2 separate regions of the Sus scrofa genome follow, and region 1 is linked to region 2. Evidence: chromatin contacts called from public Hi-C data. All regions are on one chromosome and are shown on one strand. Each heading gives the region's core, a stretch centred on a gene start, on an enhancer-like site or on the middle of the called end of the contact. The rest is flanking DNA. Distances are from core to core; before and after follow the strand shown.

What was found. A called contact is a pair of places that touch in the nucleus more often than the background predicts.
Region 1: a Hi-C map of epiblast stem cells shows a contact between it and region 2, with 1.7 times the contacts expected there. The contact joins the promoter of DGCR8 here to the promoter of COMT in region 2. A contact is called at or near these places in 2 of 47 Hi-C or Micro-C datasets (embryonic fibroblasts and epiblast stem cells).

Annotation. Positions count from the first base shown.
Region 1 is chr14:51,472,231-51,476,323 of Sscrofa11.1, reverse strand. It overlaps DGCR8 (DGCR8, microprocessor complex subunit), which reads right to left and starts at 2,812. Exons shown (of 13, transcript NM_001206919.1): 1 at 1,788-2,812; 2 at 1,181-1,340. The coding sequence starts at 2,507. MIR1306 (microRNA 1306) reads right to left here and starts at 2,406; the gene lies at 2,327-2,406.
Region 2 is chr14:51,396,247-51,400,326 of Sscrofa11.1, reverse strand. It overlaps COMT (catechol-O-methyltransferase), which reads right to left and starts at 1,988. Exons shown (of 4, transcript NM_001195330.2): 1 at 1,701-1,988; 2 at 785-978; 3 at 387-518. The coding sequence starts at 1,986.

The sequences.
Region 1 (4,093 bases), core at 1,563-4,062, 75 kb before region 2:
CACGAGCAAGTGACAAGCCTTCGTCGAGACTGTACTGCACTCTCAGCAGCACACAGAGCACAGCCTCAAACCGCCCCACTTCCACACCTGTGTGTGGCGCCACTCCCACGCATCTGTGTTCTATAGTTATAAAGGAGGCCTGAGGCTTGCTGCCACCAACAGACCTGACTGCGGGGGAAAGCACATGGCAAAGATTAAAATAAAAATTTCCTTACAAACACTGAGAACAATTTACAGACTTGAAAACAAAGGTGAAAAACCAAGTGAAATTTAGCAACGTAAATATACAAAAAACACCACCAGTGACCCTCACAGAAAAGGGAGTGCCCCCTCAGTGCCAGGCTGGACACCCACATGTAGCCAACACTGGACGGCCCTGGGAGAGAACAAGAGGTTGGACACACACAGACCCCATCAGGCAGCACCACCCCACCCCAAGACTGGGCCAGGAGCCACCTTAAACTAGCTCTGGGCTAAGTCAGGTGGAGGACATGCTAACCGAGCAGAGCACAACATGGGACCATAGTGTGCTCACGACAGCTTGCAGTCAGAGCCAGCAAGGCCGCCTAGACAGCTCGCAGGCAGCTCACAGTCTGTGGCCTCAAGGCCCAGCCTACAGTTCTTGGGAAAGAGGCAGTCAAGGAGGAGGAGGCTGCAGAGGGAAAGATACAGCAGTGCCAAGGGTGGGCAGGTAGGCACCCTGTTAACCCATTCAGAACAGCCACGGCTCTACCTGCCCAGGGAGACCACTGACACCACCTTCCAGAGGCTCTGAGGCCCAGGTTCCTGTTCCAACCAGAGTCCCCTCGGGCAGACGCATGGCCCCCAGCCACACCTCCATGTCTTCCACCTCTGCCCCTGCCAGTGCCTGAGCCATGCTGCACACCAGGACATGCTCAGACTAGACTGTACCAATGCCTGCCCGGTTCCAGGCACTTCCCCAACAGTCAGCACAGAACCCAGAACCCAAACCAGCCACCATGCTGGCACCCACCTCTGGCCTCTGCCCAACCTCCTTGAAAGGCCCTGCCCCCAACCGCCATGCTACACTGCTCCAGCCCCACCTGCAGCTGGGTCTGGGCGTCTCCTCTCCACCTCCCCACACAGACAGGACCCTCCCGCCCTCAGAGGGCAGCCCCAAGCCACCCGGTAACGCTCAGTGCTCACTGGCCCAACGTACTTTTGAGCACGGTTTTAATCTTGGTCATCATCGGCTGCACACTTGTCTCCCCGTCGGACGGGTGGTCGCTGTCTCCTCCGTACTTCTCCTCCATCCTCCTCTTCTTGGGGGCACAGAGGCCCTCTTCCAGCAGAGCATCAACATCATTGTCAAAGTCGTCCTGCAAAACATGCTGTTCAGACCCCTTGGCCCCAGCACCCAGCTCCTGCCCGACGGCAAGCGTCACAGCATCAGTGACAATGAGAAAGGAGGCGCTCTCAAGGGGTCTAGGTGGGCCTTTATGGCACGTGATCATCTGAAAAACAAATGGGATGAAACCAACAGCTGAACCACAGGCTCGGGCAGGTGCTCGTGCCACCAGGGGGCGTGGCCAGCAGCTCCTTCCAGCTCAGCGGCGACAAAGGGCAGGAGGCAGACCTGTCGGCCAAGCTTTTCATTAGCAAAGTCTGAAAACCTGGACTCCTGGCAGCTTTCTCTGTTCACATTAATGGCTCCACCTCACGTCAGTGTTTCTCCCTGCAACACCGGCTTTCAAAAGGTGCCACAATTCCAACACCTCTCTTTGGGGTTCGCTAAGAGTGCTCCAAAGGAGGGGCCGCCAACATACCTCATAGGAGAAATTCAAGGCCTCTTCATCCACTCTGTCTCTCTGCACGATCGCTTTAGCCGTGAACCCGCCTGTTCCTTCTTCATCTAGCTCCAAATTGTCAGTAAAATCTTCTAACTCATCCAGCACTGCATACTCCACTCTCTTTTCCTGATCCAGCTCATTCTCCTCATCCTTCTTATCAGCACTCTCACTCCCTATGCCTACCCCGTTACCAATGCTCCCGCCAAAAGGACAAGCATGCACGTCTCCACTGACAGGGCTAAGGGCCAGGGTGCATTCTGCCCGCGCGTCGCGCTCCGCTCCCGTGAACAGCACCTTCCTGTCCTTACTCCTGCAGCTCTCGGTAAAGCTCACGCTAATCTTTACATCCTTAAGCAACTTAAGGTCAGGGGAGAACTTCCGGACCGCAGGTGCGTGCCGGGCAGTGCGTGGGCTGTGGCCACTACAGTTCGGGTCTACGAGGAGGCGGGCCTTAGAGAAGGATCCTTTGGAGAGAAGAGAAGCTCCGTAGAAGTCGAGCGGGTCCTCGGCAGGGGGTTCGGCCTGTCCATCACCACCAGAGCCAACGTCCATTACCTCTGCATCACTGGACGTTTGCAGGGGAGGTGGTGGAGACTGTCCATGGGGCAGCGCTGGGAGGGGGCAAGCTGGGTTCTCCATGACCGCTCCTCCTGCGGGCTCACGCGGGAGAGGACAGGGGCTCTCACACGTCTCCATAGTAAAAGTGCTTAAGACTAGTTTAAAAGACCAGAGTTTTAAAAAAAAAACAAAAACAAAAAAAACAAAAAAAAAAAAAACCTTACATAAATCTACACAGCTAACATGCACAAGTCCGTCGAGACCCAGGTGCCGTCCTGCCCGCGCTGCGGCTTAGTCAAGCTGGCCACATTGCTCTTTTCATTAATGTAGACAGCTTTTAGAACCACTGCCTCAATTATTGGAAATCACAATGCACTCAGCTTAAATGACTGACGACTAAGCGAGTCTGTCTTCATGCCGGAGGGGCACCTGTCTTCCTCCACCTGCGAAGAGACGTAAAGATGTTGTCACAAAATGACAAGAGACCTCCCGCTTCCCTGGCACCAAGCGCTACTAACATGTGGTCAGAACTTAAAAATAATACTGCCTGAGAGAATCTTTTAGGCTTCAAAACAATCAACCTTCACTTTTTTCAGAACCTAAATTATCATTTAAATCCAAATTTAAACTGTTCATTGTAATTCCAACTTCAGAAGCACAAAAACAATATTATCTTCAGGCTCAAAAAGGATTACAAAAAAAAAAAAAATCTCCACTAAACTTCACCACAGCATCCCCAACTCGGTTTACCAGGCAAATTGCACAGTGTGCGGCCCTCTCTGGGACACACAGAGATGCGTGGCCTCCCTCCAGCACATCGATAGCAATCCACTCACCTGCGAGGGCCAGGCAGTCAGGCCAGCGTGAGACCCTCGGCTCAACTCTGCGGCACTAGGGCCTCAGAGGCACGGCCAGGGGCTCTGTTACCCCTGACCCCCAGGGCACATGGATGGGGATAGTGATGCACCGTGCTGGGGGGCCCAAAGGTGGCAAGGTTCTGTTCTCAAGAGAGGAGGGGTGGTGGCTGTGGGGAAGGGGGCCTGGTCAGGGTGGGTCAGGGCGGGGGCGCAGGAGACACCTGGAGCCTGGCTCCATCCTGGGAGCAACAAGCCACTAGGGGTGAAGTGACTAACCTGCCACCATTCAGTCCCTACTTGAGAAGGGAGGCCAACAGCCATGCCAGGCACAGTGCCTACACCCGAGGCAGAGGGCAAAGGGGTGAAAGAGGCTCTGGAGACAGGGACAGAGCCCTCGAGAATAGCAGGCACAGAACTGACAGCACTGCTGACCGGTGGCGGTGGAGAGAAGAGACAAGAGGGGCTGAGGACAAGCGTTGTGGCACTCAGGCCGGGGCCTGCACAGAGTGGACAGAGCCTCTAGGCAGACCTGTCCCACAGGGGCTGAGGCCACCACTCTGGAGCCAGGACTGGCCCAGGACAAATGGGCAAGGAGAGGCCTCCCAGAGAGGAAACACTGACCAAGAAGAGGGTTGAGGATGCAACCCTGGGACATCCACTCCAGAGGAAGCAAAACAAAAGGGAAGACTGAGGTAGGTGAGAGGCAGTCCAGAGGTCTGCGGGAGGGTGGGCATCGGGGCAAAAGCACGTGCAGACACACACAATGCACACACGCACATCCCCACACCGTGCAGACACACGCATGAACACACCATGCACACAGATGTACATACACGCATGCTCACGCCACTCAGGGTTGCTTGCTGG
Region 2 (4,080 bases), core at 739-3,238:
TGGACAGACTGGAGATGGGGGATGGGGGATAGGGGCACAGGGGCCGCACGACAAGGATCAGGATGGGTAGGGGAGCCGCACGGCCACTAGGCTGTCCTCCTCCTGCCTCCCCAGCCCTGGGCCCTCTCAGCCCAGGTGTTTTGGTCCCTAGATTCACCCTCCCTGCCACCTTGCCACCTGGTGGGACCCTGGCCACTCCCTCTGCCCAGAACCCCTCTCCTTCAGAATCCATGCTGCCTGGGCCCCTGAGCCCCCTGCTCCCCATCATGTCCTGACCTCAGGCGGGCCAGCCCAAGCCACTGGGCCCCCATGGCAGGGCTCAGCTGGGGAACCTGGCTCTTCAGGGGCTGAGGCCCATTGACCTAGCAGCCATGTGTAAGGCTCACCTCTAGCAGGAGCGTGTCTGGCAGGTACCGGTCCTTCCAGTGGTCAAGAAAGACCATGTCCAGCGTATCCACATCATATTTCTTCTTCAGCTGAGGGATGATGTCCTGGGATGCCCCGACGACAACGGTCACCTGGAAGAGCCCTTGTCAGTGTCCGGCCCCCAGGGCAAACAGCCCACCCAAACCCCATGCATGCCCACTGGCAATTTACTTTGGGGTTCTGGGAGACAGGTCCTGGCTCTGCCCGTTCCTCTGGGCAGTCTCAGGTCTCCTGCTCTGTAAAACTGGATGCCAGCCAGCTGGGTAAATGTGGCCTCGCTATGACCCAGCCCTCCCTGCTCTCCTGGTCCCCCAGAGTCTCAGTGTCCACATCTGTCATCCCTGGGACAGCAGCGTACCCTGTCCTGCAGGCCTGCGAAGTCCACCACCTGCTGGGCGATGGCAGCATTGTCAGGGTTAAGCTCGATGGTCAGCAGCCGGGCGCTGGGCAGCAGCAGGCGGGCCATGCGCACAGCCGAGTAGCCACAGTAAGCCCCCAGCTCCAGCAGCACAGAAGGACGCTGCTCCTGCACCACAGTGTCCACGATCTGGCCTGCGGGGGTGGAGATGAGCAGGCAAAGGGGCTGGTCCACTCCCACTCCTGGCTCAGCTCCCTCTCCACTGAGAGGCAGCCCCTCTCAACTCCAGCCCGTCAGGCCTTTGTGCTTTCCACACATGCTGTTCCCTCTTTCCCACCATTTTGGGTGACTCATGCTCATCCTGAATCAGAGCTGCCCTCTGTGGAAACCACACCCCACTGTGTCCTCAGGTGGCACTCAGAGCCTCCCAGCTTCCTTGAGCCAGACACTGTCAGAAGGTCCAAGGGGGCCAGACCGTGGCTATTACATCTGTCATCAGGGTCCAACTTCTGGGTACAGGGGGCATGTGACCCAGGCTAGAGGCCAAAGGTCAGGAGGTGGCCTGGGGGAGGGCCTGGAATCTGCACCAGGCAGGGTCCAAGGGTTGCTATATGCCTTCATGCCCAGCCAGAACACCCAGGAGGCACTGCCCGCCCTGTGCCAGCACTGGCTCTGCCAGATGGCGTGAGAGTGCAGGGCTCCCAAGGAGACTGCTGTGGCCTCTGGCCCCTGTGAGCAAGGCCACCTGGAACAGCACCTCCAGGGGCTTATCATCAAACATCCCTCCCTCTGCATGGGGACAGGGTCACGCGTGTCAGGGCCTGAACCTCACCGGGGTGTGGGAGACTGGGCCTCAGCCCACACCGGGGATCATGGCAACCATGGCCTCTCCCGTGCTGGCTGCCACACTGCCTACCTTTCTTTCTGCCCACGTGCATGGCCCACTCCTTCTGAGAGGAGTAGGTGTCGATGGTGTCCAGCACGCTCTCTGGGTCCCCCGCCACTGCGTGCTGCAGCACATATTGCAGAATGCGCTGTTCCTTGCTGCTGCCCATGAGGAGGTTCCTGACGGGAAGCAGGATAAACTCTTCCCAGGCAATGAAGATGAGAGAGCACTTCGGGTGTGGCAGCAGCCACAACAGTGTCAGCAGCACCAGGACCAAGGAGCAGACTGCCAGCAGCAGGGGCAGGGCCTCTAGCATCTGCGAAGGGGTGGGGCGAAGGGGAGGGCAGAAGGCTAGGGCCAGGCAGCCTCACGGCCCCCTGGGAGCACCACGCCCCTTGGCTTTAGCGACTGGCTCTCCTGGCTGATCCACCATCCCACTTTGGGAGTGCTGCTCTGCCCCTTTGTGCTGATGGGGCCAAAGGTTCAGAGGCCAGCCAGATGCCAGGTTGCCAGCTCCCAGTGAGCAGAGCCCCACCTGCAAACCACTTCCTGCTGCAGCCATGCCCCAAGTGAGAGCAGGTTCATCTTTCATCTAGCTGTCCTGCTGGGGGCTGCCAGTCACAGCTGCCCCCACCCCCAGCTGCCTCTTACCTTCCCTGGCAGCCTAAGGACATCACTTTCAGGGGGCCCTCTCCTGCACTCTCTGGCAAGGGCCCCTCTGGGCAATTGTCTGGGGCCCCAGTCAGATGAGCTGGTACTGGAGCAGAGGGTTAAGACAAAAAAGGATTAAATACCAAGAAAGGCGTGACGCTTCCTCTGGGACCCGTGGTCACTCAGGTCATACACAGGGAAAGGCCAATAGTCACTCATGGGGTCACACAAAGGGAAGGACCTTGGAAAGCCAGCGGCCACACAGGACCCTGCTCTCTGAGAAGCTCCCATCTCAACAGCAGGCAGGCCAAGGGTCTTAGAGGGGAGACCCTCCGGCACAGCACAGGACTGTAGACCCCAACACCCTAGACCATGAGGAGGAGCTTGGCAGGCAGAGCAGAGAATGAACAGGGAGGCGTGGACAGTGGCCTGTTTAAATGGGACAGAGTAAGCAGGGGTGAGTGGGTCAGAGTGGTCCCGCCAGCTCTCCCCCTGCCCCACTCTGGCCAGATGGCTCCACCCCCACACTCTTCCTCTGAGCTCAGCAGCAAAGGATGGATCTTTTTTGTGTGTGTCTTTTTAGGGCCATACTCCTGGCATACGGAAGTTCCCAGGCTAGGGGTCAACTGGCTACACTAAAGCCACAGCAATGCGGGATCAAAGCCGCATCTATGACCTACACCACAGCTCATGGCAATGCCAGATCCTTAACCCACTGAGTGAGGCCAGGGATTGACCTTCGTCCTCATGGATACTAGTCAGGTTCGTTAACCACTGAGCCACAACGAGAACTCCTTAGGGGGGTTTTAAGGGGCTTGCCAAGCACACTTTCCAAACCTGCTTCTTGACAGAAGAGAGGGGAGGGGCAAAGCTCTGAGCAGAATGCTATTATCTCCTGACTCCCGCCTCACGGCAGGGGCCTCCTGGGAGGGACAGCCACAGAGGTCTGGTTGGGTCTGTATGAGGCCACCACCAGTGACACTTTAGCATCATGAGAGCCTGAAAGAAGTTGAGGAAAGTTCCTGTCATGGCGCAGTGGAAACAAATCTGACTAGGAACCATGAGTTGCAGATTCGATCCCTGGCCTCACTCAGTGGGTTAAGGATCCAGCGTTGTTGTGAGCTGTGGTGTAGATCGCAGACACGGCTCGGATCTGGCGTTGCCGTGGCTCTAGCATAGGCCGGCAGCAACAGCTCCAATTAGACCCCTAGCCTGGGAACCTCCATATGCTGTGGGTGCGGCCCTCAAAAGAAAAAAAAAAAAAAAGAAGTTGAAGGAGACACATAAATGAAAACACATCCGGAGTTCCCATTGTGGCGCAGTGGTTAACGAATCCGACTAGGAACCATGAGGTGGCGGGTTCGGTCCCTGCCCTTGCTCAGTGGGTTAAGGATCCGGCATTGCCCTGAGCTGTGATGTAGACTGCAGACGCGGCTCGGATCCTGAGTTGCTGTGGCTCTGGTGTAGGCCGGTGGCTTCAGCTCCGATTCAACCCCTAGCCTGGGAACCTCCATATGCCGCGGGAGTGGCCCAAGAAATAGCAACAACAACAATAACAAAAAAGACAAAAAGACAAAAAAAAAAAAAAAATTCCACATTTACGGACTGGAGACTGACACTGTCAAGATGTCATCATTACCTGCGGAGACCCTCAGACACAATGCAACACCCACCCTGAAGGTCATATGGAGTCTTAAGGGACCCACATGAGCCAAAACAATTCTGGAAAAGAATGAAGCTAGAGGACTCACACATCCTG